3 separate regions of the Mus musculus genome follow, and regions 1 and 3 are each linked to region 2. A link is a contact called in public capture Hi-C and promoter capture Hi-C data. All regions are on one chromosome and are shown on one strand. Each heading gives the region's core, a stretch centred on a gene start, on an enhancer-like site or on the middle of the called end of the contact. The rest is flanking DNA. Distances are from core to core; before and after follow the strand shown. Region 1 holds the start of Zfp704 (zinc finger protein 704). Region 2 holds the start of Fabp5 (fatty acid binding protein 5, epidermal). Region 3 has its middle 19 kb from the start of Fabp12.

Region 1 (3,506 bases), core at 442-2,941, 400 kb before region 2:
CTGGCGAAAAAGCAAACACTCTCCATTGCTTGCCACTCGCTGCCCTCAAAACTTCTTAGCAACATACACGGTGCATGAACCTCAACGCAGTTTGTTTTGTCCAATAGCGTGCTTAGAAGCTCAGCCAGACAGTTGTGTAATAATAAACCCTTTATCTTCTGAAGATACAAAAAAACGGAAAGATCGCTCGTTGCGGTAGCGCGGATGAGGACCTGGTGAAATTTTTCAGCTGAAAGTCACATTCATTTTAAATGCTACCCCTCTCTCTCCCCACAACACAAACACCTTCCCCGCCTTCCTCTTTTGTAATCTTAAGGGGGCGGAGGGTAAGTGCTTAGGATGTCCAGTTTAAGGAGGGCGAGGAGAAACACGGGGATGGGGGAGGGGCAAAAAGCTCGCGGAAACCAAGGTCTAGGTTGTTGCTGCACAGGCTCCCAACTCCTTCACAAGTGCCTGTGATGGAACCGACCAACAACTGTTCTCAGGTGAAAGGAGGTGTTGCAGGTTGCTGGCTAGTTTCCAGAAGCTTGAACAAGAGAAGGAAGACTCCTGCCTCCCCAGAGCAGAATAAAATATCAATGCCAGGCCGATCGGGGCTCCGACCTCGTCCAGCTCCCAAGTTCCCCACCCTGCCCAGAGAAGCGCTCCTTCCTTGCCTACCGGCACGCGGGACCACGCATCCGCCCGGCCTCTGAGCACCGACAGGCCGCCGGGCGCCGCTGAGCCGCTGAGCCGCTGAGCCGCAGTTCCGCGCGCTGCCCACCGCCGCCTGACACACCCCTCCCGGCCCGCGCCGCTGCGCTCGGCCTCCCCGGCGCCCCGGCGCCCCGCCGAGCCCGCTGCGCCCCCCACCGATCCCCGGCACCTCGCACGCACCTTCACCGCGCCTCGGGCGGGGCCCTTGGGAAGCGCACGGCCGGGTCCGAGGGGCACGAAGCGCTCCTCAGCGTCCTCGTCGTCCTCGTCGCCGTCCACCACCTCGACAACCACCTCTTCGTCCTCTTCCTCGTCGTCGTCCTCCTCCTCCGCGACCCCTCGGGGCTTCTCCGTTACCCGCCCGCGCGTCCTGCGCCTTCGGCCCGCGCCCTCCTCGTCCTCGTCCTCCTCGCCCAGCAGCAGCAGGACCGGCGACGAGGCGGCGGCAGCGCGCGAGGGGCCGGTCCCGCGCGGCGGCGGCAGCGGCGGCCTCCAGCTTCCCGGTGCGGCGGCCGGGCTGGGGCCGGGGGGCGGGAGCCCCAGAGCGGCGGCCTCGGGGGCGGGAGCGGGCGCAGCGCCCCCGCGGCGGCTGCCCAGGCTGGGGCGCTTGGCCAGGCGCCTGGCCTGCATGCCTGCGCCGGGCTTGCGGGCCGGAGCGCCGGGCTCCTCGCGGGCTGCGGCTGGGCCCGGAGACGCGCGGCTGCGGGGCTTGCGGGGCCGCCTCCCGGGCTGGCCGCCGCTGCTGGCTGGCAGACGCGCGGACGCCGCCTTCGCTGGCCGGGCCCGCGGGGACGCCGGCGGCTACGGCGGGGCGGCGCGCCGGCCGCGGGCGGGGGTGGGTGTGAGCGAGCGCGCTGCTCCCGCTGCCGCTACCTCCGCCTGCGCCTCCCGGGAGCCGCGGGCTGCGCTGCGCTCCATGCGGCCGGCGGCCGGGCCGGCGCGCGCCTCTCCGGGCCCTGCGCCCGCGCGCTCAGGGCCTACCGCGGTGTCCTGGGCGCGAGCTGTTTGTGTCGTGTCTTCACCGCCTCCCCCTCTTCCCCAGTCCTCGCTGCCTTCCTGGTCTCCGTTCAGACAAAACCCGGACTGGATTTTTTTCCCCAGACCCGCGCTCTCTGAAAATCTGCCGGCTTCCCAGCAGTTGGCTGGGACACTGAGGCCACCCTTGCCCCTGGGCCCATGTCTCCCTCTGGTGGGAAAAGCGTAGGTTTAGACGGCAGGAAGGTGTTTGCTTAAGAGATTTGCTCAAGAGTGGTTCTCAGATGGCGACCACTGGTGCTCAAGTGGAGTTCGACCAGGTGTGCCAACCCCAGGTTTGGGGTCAGTTCCCAGCCTGAGTCCTCAGTCATGGAGATTCCTGCAACATTTCCCTGGCCCTCTCTACCAGGTTCCTTTGAGCACCAGGTTGTAGGCCTTGCCTCATGTTCTCAGCTCTGTGCAGGTTTGGCCCTCCTATGTGTTTCTTCCAGTTTCCACCTGAGGTCCTTACCTGGTGATATGATATGGGCCGAATTCCAAAAGTGTTCTTTCTGCTCTTGGTTTGGTCTACTGGCACTGTCCCAGTCTAGAGAAAGCAACACACCAAGTGGTCAAGATTGTTATTTCAGCTTTTTATATATGTAAGCTAGCAGAAGGCCAGTTTGCCATGTTATGAATGACTGCTGCTTTCGGAGGGAGTAAACCAGACATTCTGCATCCAGATCATGCCCCTAAATTCTATAGGTTTTGGCTAGGGCTAGGAGGGCCTTATTCATCAACAATTGAGTAAAAGGGTGTCCACATGGCCCATTGTTCTTGGAGATTGAACATCACGTGGCTTGCTAGACATGTGATGGGGCTCATTAAATGTTTATTTGGGGTACCTTCCAACCGCTAAAGAGGGATGAGGACAAGGATTCTAAAATGAACTTTGTCCTCCCAGAAACTGATCACCCGTCCAGAAAATGCCTGTTTTAAGTAATCACATCCAAAAATAGTGGTGTGTTTTAAAGCCACCTTGTTCTCACTTCCTGTGAGGCACTGGCCCACAGGTCCTGTCCGTCCTTTCTGAAATGCCTTTCCGTCAGCCCTTCCTTTCGAGTCCCAAAGCTCTGCTAACACCTCCCCACAGTGAAATTGGAAGTGCGTACAGTCTGAAGAGGAGGTGTGCACACATGCAGGTGTGCACACATGCACTCCCTGCCCCACTTCAGATACCACCCCAGAATTTATCTCCCTCAAAGTGCATTCAAAACACACCGTTTCTAGTGAACTTTTCATCTGTAAATATCCTGTTCAGGAAATTAGAATGAGCAAACCTTGTTAACTGGAGCATTGTAATTTATGGGTGTGTCTTGGATGTAGCTAGACCCTCCCAGAAGCAAGTGAATTGTTTCCGTGAGCCTAGAAAGAGTAGCCCCAGGCAAGGAGCGAAGCTGCTCTCCTCCAGATTGAAGATAGTGGCTTGGTTGATCTCATGAGATGATTTGGAGAGAGGCAGCTAAGTATATGGGTCTCTGGCAGAGGTGGGCAGGTGGCTCAAGGACCTGTACGAGGGGTGCAGAAGAGATCTTATCGACTGTTTCAACTAACAGCACAGCTGTCATGGTCATCAGAACAGCTGTGATCCTTGCATGCCATCGGGCTGATTGGCTGTCCTTAGGAGGAGTGGGCACAAAGCCTCTCCATGAGACTCAGCCTGTCCCCCAGCCACTTGTATGGAATTTTGCCCGAGTGGCACTTGTCTCTGTCCCAGCAGAGATGCTGGATTACAGAGTGTGGAAGGTTAACTGAAGGGGAGACACCCCCCCCCCCAATCTCTGCAGCTGTGGGTA
Region 2 (3,899 bases), core at 640-3,139:
AGTAGAAACTCAACAAGCTGACCTTGTCTCCGTGGTGATAGCCCGTCTGGGTGGCGACAACTTCATTTCAGCCCATGTTACCTCCAATGAGGTGTGGGAGCAGGCAGGAAGATTCTGTAAAAAAGACAGTCTGAGAAAGGTCATTCCACACACAGAAGGGAACTGATGGCCTCAGTCAGTGGGATGTCGCAGCTCAGGACACATCAATATATGTATGGCCTTAGTAGAGAATGTGGCACTTCATGTATGTATGGCATATTTTGAGCTGGTCTGAGAAGCTGCAGGCCTTTGGATAGCTTTGAAAGGACGTACTTTAGACAAAGAAAATCATAAGTATAAATTGTCGTGCATTTGTGTGTGTTTGTGTGTGTATGTGTGTGTGTTTACGGGCCTGCATGTGTGCACATGTATGTGGAAGCTAGTAGTTGACATCAGCTGTCTGCCACGACAGGATCTCTGACTGACCCGGAAGCTTGCCAATGCCGGGTGGGCTGTACCAGGGAGCTGCAGTTCTAGGTGCAGACACAGCAGCAGCTTTTGTGTGGGTGCTGTGGATCTGAAGGAGTCTTCCATCCTGGGTTCACTTCCTCAGCTGCAGGGCAGCGTGACTGCAGTAAATTCACTTAGAGTTATTGTATATATCCAACCTAGTAAAAAATTATGGCTCAGCTGCCCTCAAACAGACTTAGGACATTTACATTGGCCTGTGGTTGGGCAAATTATCTAATACAAACCTGAATCCTAACAAAGCATGGACTATCACAGGTGGCTTACTAAAAATGACACTGAAAGTGAGGATCAGTAACTGTGTAATGACAACTTCCGCAAGGGTGTTGGCCACACCTGTAATGTCAGCATGTGGTAGCTGGAGAGTGATGGTCAGGAGCTACTAGCTGCATATGGAGTTAGAGGCTAGCCTGGGCTACATGACCGCTCCATAACCTTTACTCAATTCCTCTTCTCACTGTCTCATAAAATGTGCTCCCTTTGTCTCCCTGTATCTCTCCCTGCCTCCCCTCCCCACACACTCAGATTCTGTGACTGGCGATGGCATCTAACTGTCAGCGGATTGTCCTTGGAGCCTTATGTTTTGTGGGACTTCAGTGCATATCAAAGTGATAATTTTTTTTTTATAGTCAGTATATTCTAGGCAATTTACTAATTCATAGCTGGGCCAGCCACCCTCAAAGGATGGAGGGAAGTAAAAGTTTTGATCCCTGATCGGGGAATAGAAGCTAGTAAGATTTTTCAGGAAGTGACAGTTACCTAAGCTGAAACTTGCTAGTGTAGTGGAGAAAACAAACTTGTAGAGCATTGTAATCTCCCTTAGAGACTGCTGCCAGGATTGTCTAGCATGCACAGACAGACAACCAAGAGGCCCCAGTGAGGCCCCAGGAGGCGGGAGGGTGGGGTCAGAAGGTTCTTTCATGAGGGAGTAGGATGTAGGGCTAAGGAGATTGCAGTTTATTAATTCAGTAATCAGCCATTCAATTCCTATAGCGCCAAGCGATGGCTAATTTGTTCCTCCCAGGTACTTATCAAAAGCAAATGGAGGCGGCAGGACAGTGGGACCACGGCGCGCAGGCTGTCCTCAGATGGCGCGGGTGGGGGTGGGGGTGATCCCTGGGCCCACGGGACTGTGCCGCAGCTGTCACTAAGGGAGGCACAGGGCGCGCCAGACGAGTCGCAGCTTGCAGGAGCTGCGGGAAACGTGACGTCCCAGTCCGGCGCAGCCAGGCCAGGGTGGCACCTTCAGACCCCCCAGCACAGCCCAAGGCGCACAAGTCCGGGCGTGGCGAGGGGCGGTACCAGGCTGAGGCGCGCCTCCTATTGGCTGCCCGACACCACCCCCACACCAAGGACGATATAAGCGCAGATGGCGCCAGGAGCGGAACAGCGCCCTCGCCACCGCGTCTCTGCTGCTTTTGTGCTCTCCCTCCCACCATGGCCAGTCTTAAGGATCTCGAAGGGAAGTGGCGCCTGATGGAAAGCCACGGCTTTGAGGAGTACATGAAAGAGCTAGGTGAGATTTTATCGCCGAACCCCTCCCTGGCTCCTCATCCTTGTGGGGATGTGTTGGTTCCCTTCCACCATGCGATCGGGGGAGCTGCAGGGAGCACCTTGCGGCAGTTAGGATGGAGTGCCCGCCTTTGTCGCCGGCTCCGCACGTGGTGGGTCACCCCGCTTCTCCCCTTTTCTGCTTCTTGCCCCCGAAGCAGCCCCTCATTGCTTCCGGCCCTTCACAGGTGCGTGCCAGCGGTACTGCTGTGAGCCCCCTACAAACAGCCCCTCAGTTGCCTCTTAATGTTATCCCCACTTCTCTTCCTATCCTCACCTGTGCCACCGTCCTGCCCCATCATCCTCCCCTGGCGTGGCAGCACTCACTCTCCTTTTCCCTTTGCCCCATCTTTTGTTCCTCGATGGCGCCAGTCCCCTCCACCCCATCTCCGCCTCAGAGAGGACACCGCGTGGTAGGGCGTGGTTTCTGCAGAAGCTCTTTAGAGGCTATGAATGATGCTGCTTATATCCCTTTCTCTGCAGCACGTCTCAGGTCCTCTCCTCGCCGCACTGGCTAGGCGTGGCGCCCGCGGCGCTGCACGGTCGACAGCTGGTGGCATGTGGGCGAAGTGCGGAGACATCCATTGTGCATGGTTGTTGTCTTGCGACCGTTCTGTTCTACTTCTTTCTCTTGATTCTGGAGGGTGAGGAGCAAGGAGACTTGGGCCTGGCTGGAAAACTATAATCAGAAACTGCTGTTGCTGGGCCGTGGCTGCCAACTGCTACAAGATGGGTGTGGCTTTGCAGCAAGCACTTGCTCCTTAAAGCCTAACCAGAGAGTGGGCAAGGTTCAAATTCACCCTCACTGGAAATAGTGCCTCGTTGTCTGTTGCCAGTTTTGCCTACTCTTAAGATAGGGATGCATTGGTAAACACAGAACAGACAACGAAATCGACACTTGTCACAGATGCTAGGAAGTGGGATGGGGTTAACGGAAAGGTACTCTCTCGGAAGAGGTACTGCTGGTAGGAGGAGGCAGCTTCAGGCGCTGCTGTTCACAGTATTCCTCCCTGGTTAAGAACCAGCCTTAATTCTTTTAAACATTCAGCACACTATGGGGCTAAGTCTGGCTCCTGATGAATCCTGTTTGTGCTAACGCTATTGTCAGAATGTGGATGCATTAGGGGTTTGTGTCTTTCCTTGTCCACAGTGGAAAGCCGCACAGGTGTGAGTGAGAGCCAGTAGAGAGCACTGTTTGAAAGCAGCTGGTGTTTATGCTGTGAGTGGCTAGTTCTCCAGATTGTGGCCTTAGGAAGGTTATAGGCCTTACCCATAGGTTCTGGGCAATGTAGAGGGGAGCACAGCAGAAGACTCACAGGGACACGGGAGCCTGGCTGAGCATCCTGCTTGGACGAGTGTCTCCTTTCTTGTGAAAGTATCCCAGGTTCCTTATGAGTGTTACCATCAAGGACACGGACATAAACCACTGCATAACCCAGAAATGTGGAACTCCATACTGTGAATAAACAAACCACACAGCATAAAAGTCAACCAGATACTCAAATCGTACAGTGTTTCCAGATAGCAGCACGTCAGGTTCCTAACATACAGAACAAGCCTTACCATGGAAGCTCACATGGTCACACAGCTTTGAAATGTTTGTTCTTTCCCTGGGTGTGTTTTCCCTCTACTTATTGACACCAGAGGCATGCCACTCACTTAAAATACTGTGCTGTTTGCATTGAAAGCTTATTTTAAAGCATCTACCAACTGTTTTTTTTTTGTTTGTTTGTTTGTTTTTTTTTTTTTTTTTTTTTTACTTACATTGTTGTTTTGAGAACACGGTCTCTCTGCAGCTTAGGCTGACTTTGAACTGTTGACCCTCTTACCTCCATGTCTGG
Region 3 (3,794 bases), core at 1,020-3,519, 260 kb after region 2:
GCCAAATACTTTCTTACTTCAAGAAGGAAAACTAGTGTACAGTCACAATCTGAACAAAGCAAAACCAAATTTTCAATGTGTGAATAATTCTGTCCACCATCTGGGATCCACTAACAATCCAGAAGGGGTCCTGAAAAGAGCTTAGATAACCACCCATAGCACATGACGGCTTATCTCCCAGGTTCAAGCTGGCTCCACTCCACAGCTGCTGCTGTCCTTGGTGGTCATCCCACAGCATTGGCTTCTCTAAAATGTCAGAGTCTCTGCTGTAACTGACAGCACTTTCACCGATAAGCTCTCCTGGGCTGGGCTTTCTTCATGGTGTCAAGCCTCAACTTCTCTGCATGGCCCCTTCAGTCCTGGGCCTTCAATGCTACTGAGGTTATACCTGCCTCTCCTGGCTTCTTACAGTGCCAAACCTCAGCTGTTCACCATGACCCTTTCATGCCTTCAAATCAGTGCACCAAGTCTGCTGCCATCATAAAGCTAACTAGCACACACCTCTAGAGAAGGAACTCATCACAAATGATATCTAATGAGGGAGGAAACTAAGTTTTCTTTAATACAATGATCAGTGATACTGTATTGATACTGATCACTGTATTGATCAACTCCACTCTAGGGTGGGCCTAAAGAAAAGTAGACCCCATAACTTTTGGGTTGTTTGTTCGTTCGTTCCTTTGTTTGTTTGATTGTTTGTTTGTTTTTGAGACAGTTTCTCTGTATAACAGCCCTGGTTGTCCTGCAACTCATCCCATAGACCAGGCTGGCCTTGAACTCAAAGATCCACCAGTCTCTGCCTCTCAAATGCAGGATTAAAGGCATGCACCACCATGCCTGGCTGACTTTATGATTTTTAATGGCATTTTTCTTTTTAAAGAGAGAAAGCATGAACTTAGATGAACCGGAGTTAATGGTAAATAAATAAATGCCCATTAAGAATAGAATTACTCTATGACCCAGCTCCTACCACAGAGATATCTATGCATCCAGATTCTAGTTATACTAGTGAGGGGCTTGAATCTGTATAGATGTCTATCAGCTAATGAATGGATAATGAAAAAGTGGTTCAAATGCAAGACAGAGATACTTTCATCTATAAAAAATAAAATTATGAAATTTGCAGGGAAGTAGATGAAACTGAAAACTGCTCTATTGAGTGACGTAACCCCCGCACAGAAACACGAGAACCACAGTCTCTCTCACAGGTGGATCCTAATTTCAAGTTTTTAAGTTTTTGTGTTTAATTTGACATGTCTTATAGAGACTAGGAAGCTAAAACAAAGACCCCTAAAGGGGGAAGGAGAAGAAGCCTTAAGAAGCGTAGAGAGTATATTAGAACACATGTAACGGAGGGAGGGATACAGGGAATGGAAAGGTCTAAGTGGGATGAGGGCCTTAGGGGAGATGGAGGCTCTCGATGGGGATACCGGGTAGTTAGGCAAAACTGAGAATGGACAAACTAGCATATGCGAACTCAGTATTTGGCAAGTTAGTTTGGTTTTTCATTTTGTTTTTTTTTTAAACAAACAAACAAACAAAAAGGAGATTGAGGGCTGGAGAGATGGCTCAGTGGTTAAGAGCACTGACTGCTCTTCCAGAAATCGTGAGTTCAGTTCCTAGCAACGCACATGGTGGCTCACAACCATCTGTAATGGAATCCGATGCTGTCTTCTGGTGTGTCTGAAAGACAGCTAGCTACAGTGTACTCACTTACATTAAATAAATAAATAAATAAATAAATAAATAAATAAATAAATAAATAAATCTGAGAGAGAGAGAGAGAGAGGGAGGGAGAGAGAGAGAGAGAGAGAGAGAGAGAGAGAGAGAGAGATTGAACTGAGGTACCCTGCATTGGTTTATGATGGTGCTCACAGAAATCATAGGTTATAAAGCCAAAATCCCTGGTCCTGATGTGGGATATTTCTTCATGAATAGGAGGCCCCCGAATGCTGCTAAACAGCACAAGCTATGGTGATCATTTTAGGTAAGACCGTATTACTAAAACGACCATGCAGTTTTATTACAGAACATAAAGCAAAGTGGAGCACACTGGAAGCTTCCTCCTTGCTGGCTAGCTGGCTAGGCCACCAGATGAGAAACGTCATCAGTGAACTGCGTGCTACAGCACAGACCAGGCAAGCACGACTCGCTCATCGGCAAGACTGTTGTGAGGGTGACGCTGCACTTCTGACAACACTGCACTTTCTGACAGGTCGTGAGGCCCGGCACACAGCACACCCATGCCTGGTGCTGTAAAACAGGTCAAAAAAAAGCTCAGGGCTCAGGAGGTCAGAGGCTCTAGGGGAGGAGCTTTCACTGCTGTTCTGCTGAGCAACTATGTTGTCAAACTGCGTTTTAAATACTGATGCTTGTATCCGTACATTACTGCTGCTCTCAGCCCTGGTCAGACAAGCTTCTTTGTACAGTCACTTCAGTCAATGCATAGTCAGCCAAAGGGTGAAGACTATGACAGCCTACCGCTCACTCCTAAAGAGAACGTCTACATTGCACACAAAGCTCAGAAAAGATCACAGAAGAGAAGAAGAAAGATGTAGGAGCTGGGAGACGGGAGGAATGGAGGCAAGTGCTGCATTCTGACACAATATGGCTGTTACACCCAGGGACCCCCAGTACCTGGGCTCAGCTGAAGAAGTCTTGCACAAGGTTTCCAAAGAGATGTGGGGCGGGACTCATGAGGCCTCGCCTCTAGTTGAGGAGCTATTAATGGTTACTGTTGGCAAGGAGCGGGTAGATTTCAGTAATGAGGCCCACTCAACTGATAATTTGCCCAGTTTTCAGTAAATAACCCCACACTCAAGGAAGCAACCCTAATTAAATTCAGAGGGTAATTTTTGTTTTAAAAAAGTCATGAAAGGAGGAGAAGGATTTGTTAAGAGTGGAAAGAGGGTAGTAAGAGAAGGTCATGGGGCAAATGAGCAAAATGCTTTAAATATAGCTATGAAACTGTCAAATAATAAGTAGAAAAGATGGATAATAAATAAAAGTGGTGCTTCTAAAACTGGTTTGTTTACTTGTAAAATTACAATTACAGTAAACACAGCATTAGTTTAACTTCTACCCCGCTGTAGGAATGTTGACCATTGTGTTTGCAAGTTTAGAATGTGTTATCTAACCTTGCAAATATATTCATCTAATATTGCAGAGCGCTCAAAACATCTTGAGAAAGGCCTTTGGAAGTCTCATAGCCTTGCCACGCAGGTTTGCACAGACTCCTGTCCCCTGCTCTTACTACACTCATCCTGTCTGAAGCTTCACAGACCTTGGAAGGGCCAGCCAGCCTGCCTAGGATGCTTTCCCCATCAGGAAGCTCAGGAATTACACATAAGTAGTCCATACCCCACCCATAGTCACTTTCAAAACCATCAGATGATTTTATGTTCTTGGCACACAATACTAAGGTTTGCTGACTGACTAATAGGCACCTCCCTATTCCACACAAGAGCATAGACTCTATGAAATGACGTGTCACAGAAATCGTGATTCACATCTGGCAGGCTGCAGGTACTCACAGAATATTTGTTAGCCAGGCATAGTGACATATACCTGTAATCACACCATTCAGAAGACTAAAGCAGGAAAATCGTAAGTTCCAGACTAGCCTGGGCTATACAAGGATTTCCAGGCCAGACTAGCCTGGGCTATACAAAGATTTCCAGGCCAGCTAGAACTACATAAGGAATCCTAAGCCATCCTGAGCTGCATAAGGAATTCTAGAACATCTTGCACTACATAAGGAGACCTCACCTAACAAGGAAAATATTGTACAAATT

The links. Promoter capture Hi-C pulls out the DNA fragments that hold promoters and counts their contacts. Capture Hi-C pulls out chosen DNA fragments and counts their contacts.
Region 1: a capture Hi-C map of macrophages shows a contact between it and region 2, with 3 times the contacts expected there. The contact joins the promoter of Zfp704 here to the promoter of Fabp5 in region 2. A contact is called at or near these places in 7 of 39 promoter capture datasets (the C10 cell line, HPC-7-derived erythroid cells, cranial neural crest and 3 more), 1 of 115 datasets of contacts at active chromatin or transcription factors (large pre-B cells) and 3 of 9 other capture datasets (adipose tissue, liver and macrophages).
Region 3: a contact with region 2 is called in a promoter capture Hi-C map of neutrophils. The contact joins the enhancer-like site here to the promoter of Fabp5 in region 2. A contact is called at or near these places in 15 of 39 promoter capture datasets (3T3-L1-derived adipocytes, the C10 cell line, the HPC-7 cell line and 11 more), 2 of 15 datasets of contacts at CTCF or cohesin (the NIH/3T3 cell line and pro-B cells), 12 of 484 Hi-C or Micro-C datasets (bone marrow-derived macrophages, cerebellum, embryonic fibroblasts and 7 more), 24 of 115 datasets of contacts at active chromatin or transcription factors (the 230-238 cell line, the SCID.adh cell line, T-cell acute lymphoblastic leukemia and 17 more) and 4 of 9 other capture datasets (adipose tissue, liver, macrophages and 1 more).

Annotation. Positions count from the first base shown.
Region 1 is chr3:9,608,394-9,611,899 of GRCm38.p6, forward strand. It overlaps Zfp704 (zinc finger protein 704), which reads right to left and starts at 1,692. Exons shown (of 9, transcript NM_133218.2): 1 at 877-1,692. The coding sequence starts at 1,326.
Region 2 is chr3:10,010,696-10,014,594 of GRCm38.p6, forward strand. Fabp5 (fatty acid binding protein 5, epidermal) reads left to right here and starts at 1,890. Exons shown (of 4, transcript NM_010634.3): 1 at 1,890-2,023. The coding sequence starts at 1,945.
Region 3 is chr3:10,271,187-10,274,980 of GRCm38.p6, forward strand. It overlaps a transcript of Fabp12 not described here. Among named protein-coding and RNA genes, the nearest start is that of Fabp12, 19 kb to the left of the region's middle. Within about 2 kb of position 2,270, at least 33 of the 459 cell types and tissues checked have an H3K27ac peak or open chromatin away from gene starts, as enhancers often do. A contact at or near this core is called in acute myeloid leukemia and neutrophils, where this site is marked.